2 separate regions of the Zea mays genome follow, and region 1 is linked to region 2. A link is a contact called in public Hi-C data. All regions are on one chromosome and are shown on one strand. The core of a region is the stretch at or near the end of the contact, and the rest is flanking DNA. Distances in the headings are between cores, read along the strand shown.

Region 1 (5,402 bases), core at 1,574-4,073, 490 kb before region 2:
TGCAGTAATCTTAAATTGACCTCCCAATATGACACTACCAAGTTGTTCCCTTGGCTTTAATCCGAAAGGACTTCTACTGTTTCTACAATGTTTTGTCTATATGGATTGCAGCTGCAGCAGTACCAACAGCTAGCTTTAATCTGAAGTGAAGGCTTTAACCCGAAATAGTTTCTACTATTTATACAATATTTTGTCTCTATAGATTGCAATTGAGGTAGTTACGAACAACTAGCTTTAATCCGGACTGAACCAAAAGACACAACACAGATACATTAGATCCTACCATTTCACGATTCAGAAACAGGTGCAATAACTAAGCTAAACCATCAGTGGCTGAGGCATAGCAGCTTTCTGAGACTGGAGATTTCGGGGTGATTTCTGTTGTAGGAAATATCTGAACATGCACTAAAACCAATATAAGACGCCTATCTATAGATCAGCGGCCTATGCTCCTGTACACAGCTTGGCACAGCCAGAGTGGCGTAGAACAGTTCCACACAGATCTCCCCCCTGGCCCTGTGTAGCATAAACACAAATCTGCAAATACACTGTAGTAGCTGCACCGCCTGCACGTCCAGATGCAAAGCAGGCCGGCAGCACCCCCCGGAAGACACGAACGGCGACTATCTCTCTCTCACACACACACACTGAGACGCCTGTGCTGCTGCAACCCAGCACGATGGCAGTAGGAGTAGGAGTACTACAGTTGAGACAGGTGAAGAAGAACAGGTCAGCCATGGCACCATTTCCCAATGCACCTCTGATCTGTCTCTAATCTAGTACTGTACAGCTGAGATGCAAGAAAAGAAGAGATGCATGGGACGGGAGAGACGGGATGCTGCTAGCTACGACTAGAGTAGCAGCAGCAGCTATACCTACACAGTACACACAAAGATGTAACGAGCGAAACGAAACAGACGGATTCTCATGCCTTGGAAGTTGGAACCCTAAATAATCAACATCAGAGGCAGGCAGGCAAGCAAGCAAGCTTGCTGTCACTTGTCAATTGTCAGTTGAAAAAGAAAGGCTAAAGAGAGCAGTCAAGGAGTAGCTTGTGCTGGATCCAACCCATCAGGTAATAATATTATTAATAATAATAGGATAAGATAATGCCAGCGGAGATGGTGATTAAACAATGGCGAGGAACGAGAGGAGGCTCTGGCCATGCGACACGGCGCCTCACTGTGCCCTCGATGCCAACCAAAAGCTCATCCCGTGGCTAACCCTTTCGTGATTAGACTATGTATTAGCGCGTGCTGGGGGTTATCTGATTGGTGGTTAATTGGATTTTTTTAATTAGGAGGATGTGATTAAAGTAATGGCGAGGGAAGGGTCAGAAGGGCGGGCAGGTGCAGGTTAGCTACTAGCTCACAATGGCAATGATCCACATCCACCCCCACTATCTAGAAAGCAGCCATTCCCAATGCGGCAATCCTCATCCTAGTATGTGTGGTTGTGGCGATATAAAAACACGCGGCCGCCGTACGTACCGCCGCCATGCCATGTACGAGCGGTGCCGGCGAGAGCGGAAGGAGGAGGGATCGAGCAGCAAGACGACCCCGATCGGTCGGTCGGTCCATCTATCTTACCGGCGAGCGAGAGGCGCGCTGAGGAGGAGCCGCCGCCGCCGGAGATGCAGTCGAGCTGCGCCTCCACCCGCTTGAGGAACTCCATGGCCTCGTCGATCGGCCGGGTGAGCTCCTCCCGGTACTTGACGAGCATGTTACAGTACGCCTCCTGCACGCGAGCAATCATGCGTGGGATTGGAAGAGAGAGATGAAAATAGGTTAGACTCGAGCAGGCTGTGTGGATTGATGAACGGGGACGGGATCATGGGAACCGACCATGAACTGGTCCAGCTCCGGGTCGCGCGGCTCGTGGCGGCCCGGCGGGCGCGCGTCCAGCTTTGCCGCCATGGCCGTCAGCCTCTCCAGCACGTCCGGCGGCGCGCCCACCTGCAATCACACAGACACAGCGCGCGCATCATTTCATAGCCACCGTGCTGTCCTGTGACTGTGAGGGTGAGCGTGAGGACGCGACAGGCGTGGATAGATTTACGCATCAAATTAAGCAAATCTCGCTTCACGAATCAAGATATAAAAAAAGATGCGGTTTTTCCGACGGCAGGTCACGCCAGCCGGGGTCGGGGTAGCTCAAGCGAAGTACTTTCTGGCAGTCGAGGTAGGCGGCGAGGAGCGCCGAGTACTGCGGGTGCGCCACGATCTTGGCCTTGATGGCCTCGGCCTCCGCTGCCGACATCTCGGCGCCGTGCCTGGCGTAGTGGTGGTGGTGCTGCTGCTGCTGGTGCTGCTGCGACGACGACGGGGCCGCGGCGGCGTGGTGCAGGAGCGCGAGCGGCGCGCCGTAGTACGCGGGGGACGCCGTCGACAGCGGCAGCTGCAGGAAAGACGAGGAGGACACGGCGGCTGCCGCCGCCTTGGAGTTGGAGCCCCCGCTGCTGCTCCCAGCTCCGGCCCCGAGATTCCCGAAGCTCTGATCCATGGACGAAAAGGAACCCTAGCGAGCGAGGGAGGGATGGACCGTGTCGCCGATCAGCAAGGAAGGACAGCGTCCGGTCACTTTAGATTCTCTCCCTCTCTCAACACTAAATCACTAATGGCGGCGGCCGTCGAGCGCACTCCCTGCCTCTCGCTCACAGTTTTGGAGAAGAGACGGGGGGAGAGGCGGCTAGATATTAATGGGGACGAGAGACGGAGGGGAGGGGAGGTGGAAGGGAAAGGGAAAGGTGTCCTCGGCTCCTCGCACTCGTAGCCGTAGAGGGCAGAGCAGCAGCGGCTGCACTGTGCACTACTGCCGGCCCTGTGTGGAATCGGAATGTGGATGGCTGGCTGGTGGCGACCTCTTTTCTCGCGTCAAATCTCACTGCAGCAGCGGCAGCACGGGACGTATGCCGCCGTATGGGTATTCATCTGAAAAAAAATTATATCCACGTACGTATGGCTGCTCCTCCATGAGAAAATGAACATGCATGCCTAGGTTAAACCAAAAGGACAATAATAACCCTCCATACAGATGTTAAAAGTGTTTCCAGTATAGAAAACCAATATAAAATATATTTTGAGTATTAACTGCTTCCTTTAACATATCGTTGTCTGCAAAAACAAAATCATTGCTATCTTAAAAGTTATTTGTTGCACAACTCTATTATTGTAACAAGTTTTATATATCTTAAAAGGGAACATATCATATGCAAAAACATTCGACGGTAGTCTTGCGTCACACGCATATGGGCCCTGATTGTTTCGGCTTCTGACAGCTTCTAGCCACCAAAAGCTGCTGCGGACTGCCAAACGTTCAGCTTTTTAGCCAGCTTCTATAAAATTCGTTAGGGAAAAAACCATCCAAAATCTACATAAACACATAATCGGTTGAGTCGCTGTAATAGTAGGAATCCGTCACTTTCTAAATCCTGAGCTATATGAACAACTTTATCTTCCTCCACACGTAATCGTAATGATACTCAGATTCTCCCACAGCCAGATTTTCAAAAAAGTTGGACAGAAAAAAGCTGAACCAAACAGGCCCATGGTTTCCTCCCATTGCTTCTCGCCTACCAGGCAGGCTGTTAATTCACATATAAACGTGAGAAACTATCCCAGCCCAATACGACAGGAAGTGTCACGCACCGTAGCGCTCTCATGTATCAGTCCGCTAGCTAAGTAGAACGGAGTCGTTCCGTTCTACTTGGCTCTTCAACCAAACACTACCTAAGGGCGACCAAGCAAGCTATAAAAAAGAGGATTCAACTCCTTTTCTACACAAACTTTTATCGATATTTTGGCTAAGATAAAATATAACATTTATTCTTATCAGTTTAATATTCAATCTATGGATTATATGTTCATTGTAATATTAAATTTAAGGTATTTTTTGGGGTCGTACTACATACACCAAGCGCACATCTGTTTTCCTCTCCCCGCTTCTCGTCTATCAGTGGGTCGTTAACCCACAGATGGCGAGCTATAATAAAGCGGTTGGCTCATTTTCAACTCATATCTTTCTCGACCTTTTGACTAAAATAAAGTATAATATTTGTTCTTTACCAGTTTAATATTTTATCTGATATGTGGAATATATGTTCACTTCAATATTAAATTTATTTTTATAATTATTTTTGTGGAAGTGTCTAACACACTGGTTTACTAGGCCGTCGCATCATGTGATTATATTTTCTCTTCGTTTAACTTTGTTTCTTTTTTTTTGACCAGAATCAAATTGTATAGAAAATTGTATTACCTTCTATAGAGTATAGACCCGATCGAATACATATAACATCAAAACATGTTTCATGAGAAATTTAATAAAAAATGATTCGATGTGAATGTCGATGTGTGTCATCTACCAATACATATTCCAAAAAATGTAGAAGCAGCAGTGCTCAAAATTCAATAAGACGGTGAAAGTTTGAAAATTTATCCGTTGTTATATAAAGGTTTTACGCGAGGAATGTGCATGCATGATCGGTGCCCTTTTTGCTAGCGAATGACTATTGCTGCTGCTGTATGTACCTGGAGAGGAGTCCTCAGTCCCGGGTCCCGGGCTTGTGAATTGTTGCATCCGGGTCATGTCATCTGCCGGCCGGGAGTGACCAGCCGGGAGACCAGGACAAACCACAGGACGCGTACTCGCACGTGTCGCAGCTCGCTAGCTTCTCGTCCGTGTCGATCGATGGAGTCGCATCGTGTGCCCTCCGTAAAACGCCCTGCAATGTGCATGTGTTACGTGCTCTCTCTCTCACACACACACACACACCGTTCCGTCGTCCGCTTTTCACCGCTGGGATGATTCTGGGAACGAGAGAGACAAAAGATGAAAAGATGAATCCTTGGGAAAGTAAAAAAATGCTTGTCATATATACCCAGCCTTTTTCCCCAACCGTCCCATGTTCTTCCTACTTTGTGTGTGCGAATATAAATTTTCACGCAACTCTTAGACTATCTCTAGTACTTACTCATCCACATACTTATATTCAAACTTTAATATGTAAACAGTATAGCCTACCGTGCAAATAGTACTTTTAGATAAATTTTAGGTAGACTGTGCACACGATCTTATGGCTAGTTTAGAAACTCGATTCTCCTTCAGAATTGGAGTTTAAGAAAAAAAATAGTTCTCTCGCCCAACCCTCTCTTGAAAAATACATTTCTTCTCAAAACAATAAAAGTTAATTAGCGATGATTTTGATTTAGACTAGGCATTTAAAGCATAGAAACTCATTATATATATGTGTGTGTGTCTTTTGAGTATTTGGGTGTTTAGGTTTATAATAGGAACAGGGTGTGGCAAAACCTTCTATGTAAGAAACACATGTTTATCAAATCCCTAATTCAAGTGCAACATAGGCCAGAGCATTTGCATTTTTGAGTGGCCTCGTGAAGGTC
Region 2 (5,148 bases), core at 2,421-4,920:
ACAGGCGGCGTTGGTGGTCTCGCCAGCGGAGGCAACCACCTCTGCAGTGGGCAGCCTCACCAGCGACGGCAACCACCTCAGCACCGACGACAGCAGCCACCTCCGCACCGGTGGCTTATCGACGACGGAGGCCGCCTCACCACGCACGAAGAGGTCCTCGCTCCCGCCCTCCTACGGAGTGAGGACAAGACCAAGAACGCGGCTGCCACCTCCATGGCGTACGACGTCTTGTGCGACCCTCCGGACAGCGTCGAAACAGTGCGGCCGGCGGCACGGGAGATGCCACGGATGCGGCGGACCTACGCACGACGCGACCGTCGCCCGTGCGGTGGACGGACATCCACGCCCCGGTCAGCGGCGGGAGGCAGCGTTGGAGGCAGCGCCAAAGCCATCCAAGCCAAGGAGCCAGACACGCGGCAGCTGACGGCGCCTGCGGCCGGCCGGCCCCGCGTAGCCGAAGTTCGCCTCCTCCGCAAGGCTGGTGAACATCCTTCTCCCCCAAATGCTGGAGGAAGAAGCGGGTCACCAGCCCATGCGGAAGGCAGGACCCCAACTCGGCTCGCCTTCCACCCCAGCGAGTATGATGAACATCCTTGAAGCTGAGGGCAGGGGGAGGTTGCAGCCCGACTCGCTTCTCTCCACCATGAGGCTAGTGGTCATCCTTGTAGATGACCACTGGCGGGAGACTGCAGCCGGGCTGCATGATGAAAATCCTTGAAGCCGAGCGATGGCAGAAGAGCGCCAACCCCCACGAGGTCATGCTCCTCCAACAACAGCAAGAAGACAAGATCGGCAGCACCACCGCGCAGGAAACGAAGAGTGCGAGCTCCCCGACAGTGAGACCGCTGGGGAGGGTGGCCCTGACACGGATCCCTCCAGCGAACACCGGCGCGCCCCATCCAGAGGCTCGGAAGGCGGAAGGGCACGGTGAATGCAAGAGGAGCGAGGCATGGCTACTGCCCGGGGGATGAGCCCCTTTTTAAAGGCAGATTTCCCCGCCCGTGCCCCGAAGCGTTACGGGCAAGGTCTCCCCCGATGCGCACCAGGGTTCCCATTCTATGACATGGGGGCCAGGCCTCACACATCGTACAAGCTGGCCTGAAGCGCGAAGAAGGCAAATAGTCGCACAGGGAGCGTGCAAACCGCCCTGCGGTTACACGCCCTTCCACCTTCGCCGCAACCAGCGGTCAAGAAGGTGAACTGCCACACAAGGAGTGTGCAACCGTCCTGCGGTTATTCGCCCTTCCATCTTCACCACAACCAGCGATCAAGGAGGCGAACCGCCGCACAAGGAGCATGCAACCGCCCTGCGGTTGCGCGCCCCCTCAGCTTCGCTGCAACCGGTGGTCCAACCTCTGGCATGGGGGCCCAGGCCCATATATCATACATTCGGCGCGCCGGTTCCTGGGTGCAGGAAAGTCGCACCACCGCTCGTGCCAATACCGTGCCTTCTCGAGGCCGTCGCAGAAGGCTAAGGAGATAAATTTTCAAAACCGATGCAGCGACTCGAGGCACCCCGCGCATGGCCCAACAAAGACATTAAGTACGGAGGTCACGGGCCAGTCAGTCGCGGGGGCAGGCGTGGCAGTCGGCGTGACCATAGGCGGGCCGGCAGTAACTACATCAATGGGTGCGCAGGAGCAGCGAGCCGATCACCAGTCAAACTCTGGCCCCACCTGCAGGCTCGCACCCTCCCCTAAGGCGAGCCTGAGGGCCACTGTCGGTACCCTGGATTAGGGGTACCCCTTACTACGGTATAAAGGCACGATGCCTGCGCGGTTACCCTTAACCGCGCGGAGAACGGCCCTAGGGGTATCTCGTGAGCAGTTAAGGTGGCGTTCTCGGAGACGACACCGCCAGGCCCAGAAGGCATAGGACCCCTATGCGCACAACCCGGACCCCCAAAGTAAAGCAGCCCAGAGCCATTGGATAGGGTTCGGACCCCATCAAGTGGGCTCCGGACCACACATAACAGGGTCCCAGGAGAGGAAGTGTCGTAACCTAGGCATAGGTCCGGTATTGACGCGTGTCCAGGCTCTATCCGGAACGCCTCCACTCCTCGCTCGGCCGAAGGTCTAATGTGGCCTCATGGCTGATTGTCCGTGACGTAGGCCAGCGGGCGGAGCGTGACATAAGGGCTCTGAGGCGCGCGGCCTCCGCATTTATTACGGAGGGGACACACCGCCTGTCCACCCTTCTGACAGGTGATGTGCCCCCACGACATTTATTGTGTCCTGTCCGTTCCGCTGGCAGGCGGCGCCAGGGCCACCCTGCAGACGGCGCACCTATCCAGTCCATTGTCGAAACAGTATGCCCGTGTTGCGCGGTGCACTGTACTCATCCCTTATGTAAGAAGCTTCCCCCTGCACGCCGAGACTATGCAGATCTCGGGTGTCAGGGCGCAAGAAGATTGCTCCAGCAGAAGATATTAGTAGCTACATCCGCTATGTTCCTGGGCCCACATGTCGGGGCTCAGTACTCTTGTACATGTCCCCCTTTAGTTATAAAAGGGGAGGCATGCAACGTTACAAGACAAGCTCAATCTTTAGGCTTAGACTCAACTTAGACTCTCAATTCTCAAGCTTCCACAGCAATCCAACATACAGTGGAGTAGGGTGTTACGCTCCGGCGGCCTGAACCACTCTAAACTCTCGCGTGTTCATGTGTTTTATGTCCGTTAGCAAGACAGGCAAAACGCTTAAGCCCCTTCCTCATCTTAGGATTTAGGACGGATGCACTCCGCCACCCGGCCGGAGAATTCCCTCTCCGACATAATCTTTTAGAGGAGACTGTAAAGGACATATATAGATGATGGATATAGAGGACGTTGCTGGAGATAGCCTAATGAGTTTGTCTTTTATATTTTACTCAACAAAGGAAACATTTATTCAAGGTCATATAACGGTTAGATATAGAGCTTAACTCATAAAAAGGAGTTCGAATAGTACCCAATTTTATAATTTTTACCAAAAATATTAACGACAGACTATAAAGTGACCTAAATATATTAGATTCGGGCTTAGTGCTCTATCCTTGTTTTCTACATCATTCTCAATGGGCTTGATTGGATAGCTGTGCGCGTATGGATAGGCTGGGCGCGCCCTGGCCGCCTGGATACCGTAGTTTTGGGCGTACGGACGGATGCAGGTTAATAACCTTAAAATAACTTGTTTTGCATCCACTCATGCAACATGCGTCTACCACGTACAGTCAACCAAACATAAGCTGAAACAAAATCAACGCATACGATGGTCCGAGATGAGTTGATACGGGCAACCAATCAAACCGAATATTGTTTTCTAATAATATAATTTATTTCTTAAATTACATGATTTAGAACTTAATTATTAGAACTTAATTTACTTTTAGCGTCTTGGACTTTAAATGATATAATATTTTGATTTTTAGACAGTATTTTAAGCCATCTTCGTGGCTTACTGACCATGGTGGACTGAGCCTCAAGTTTGCTATTGGGCTATCCTGGCTCCACCAACGGAAGTGGGCCTGACCCCTCCACGATTTTTCGCAAGTAAGGCCAGCGCGGCCGGTACAATCAAAGTTGTACAAGCCTCAGCCCATCGGTCTGCTCCTTCTACTAGCCCACCCAACTCCAGGAAAAGACAAGGGCCCACTTGCAGCCCGAGCCCCTTGATTCCCTCGCCGGTGTCACGCGACTCCAGATCCCCAATTCGGACAGCCACCTGCTCGGCGAGCCATGGCCGGCCGCCGCGAAGGCGAGCACCAGGCGAGCCCGTGGCGATCCGGGACGCCCGCGGCGGAGGAGGACTCGGGCGCCTTCCCCTCCGCCATCATCTTCTTCGCTCTCGTTGGCGCTACCGCCACCACCGCCGCCGTAAGCCTGCTGCTCTGCTCTCCGTGCCCCGTTTCTCCCTTTCCTCGATCCCTCGGCCCCGCAGCCCTGAGGCATAGCTTCTCCCTCGATCCCTCGCCCCGGCGGCTCTGAGGCATCCGGATGCGTGAATTTGGTGCTTGTCATTAGTGCGGTTACACTGTGACAAATCTTCTGAAACGATGGTCCACTCCAGCTGATATTACTGCTCGTGCATTTACGTGTGAGATGATGCATTTGTTTGCGGACTTGTAGGTCGGACAACTGCGCCGGACGGTCAGCTGGTTCTACACTCAAGTAGGTGTCATTTTAGCATTCGTTCTCTGGAGCAACATTGCCTTGAAGGTGTGTTTGGGGGAGGATCGGTGAAACCTTTTTCCTCCATTGAAGCTTAGTAGGTCGGAACCATATGTTTTCTGGGAAGACATACCTCGTCGACCAAATCGTCATCGGTGCGGTGAAGCCTGGGAACGATATCACCAGAGGATGCGTGACAGGACCGAGGATCAAAGGGAAAGAGTGGTCAGTGCCCTGCTCGCATACAAGATATTACAAATACATTTAAACATTTGCGCGTTAAAGTGATTCTATCAGCCTTTTTTTCTCGAACGCACTCCTGCGTATCATTAAGAAACAATTTCTATTAGGCTGGATACAACCATAAATGATACCGACTGCTGAAGCAAGATCGCTACCGATAGTGACGGTTTCAATGTCTGAACTGGTAGGTAGCAATCGCGTTGGAGTCGAGCCAGTCGACACCGACCACTGTATTGGACGAACTTGTCAATATCGACCCGAACACGGTAACGACCGACTTAAGAGGCCTAGAATCTAATCCATAAATTAGATTTTATTTATAATTTATTTATTATTTTTATGATTAAGTTATGTAATTTTATTTATAAATTATATATTTTTAATTATTATGTTTGAGTTATGTATGAATTATGTAATTAGATGTATTTGTATTGCAATAAAACGTCGTGTTTCATGTCAACTAAAAGTCTATAAAAGAAAAGCTGATGTGGTGATGAGGTGACTATAGGCTGACGGTAAAGACCGTGCACTTGAGTGTTGTGGTAGATAAGGTTTGACGATGGTTGATATAGACCGGTCGGTAGCTGATGTGGCGGTAAATATCACCCGAAAGGATTGGAATCAACCTTAGCCTATTCACTGTACAGCCGTTAGGTGTGTTGTTATTACTCAGTTGCTTCTTACAGATGAACATAAACTTCTGGAAAAAACAACAGTTTGTATGGACTATTGACTTGGGAAAATGTTAGTATGAAGCA

Evidence for each region. Hi-C and Micro-C count contacts between places; a contact is called where the count stands out from the background.
Region 1: a Hi-C map of tassel shows a contact between it and region 2, with 4 times the contacts expected there. The contact joins the promoter of LOC542255 here to the promoter of LOC100191793 in region 2. A contact is called at or near these places in 3 of 25 Hi-C or Micro-C datasets (ear, leaf and tassel).

The regions. Positions count from the first base shown.
Region 1 is chr7:3,779,107-3,784,508 of Zm-B73-REFERENCE-NAM-5.0, reverse strand. It overlaps LOC542255 (rough sheath 1), which reads right to left and starts at 2,823. Exons shown (of 5, transcript NM_001111861.2): 1 at 2,167-2,823; 2 at 1,845-1,955; 3 at 1,590-1,737. The coding sequence starts at 2,502.
Region 2 is chr7:3,294,782-3,299,929 of Zm-B73-REFERENCE-NAM-5.0, reverse strand. It overlaps LOC100191793, which reads left to right and starts at 3,670. Exons shown (of 8, transcript NM_001137218.1): 1 at 3,670-3,853; 2 at 4,106-4,147; 3 at 4,241-4,372; 4 at 4,579-4,656. The coding sequence starts at 3,716.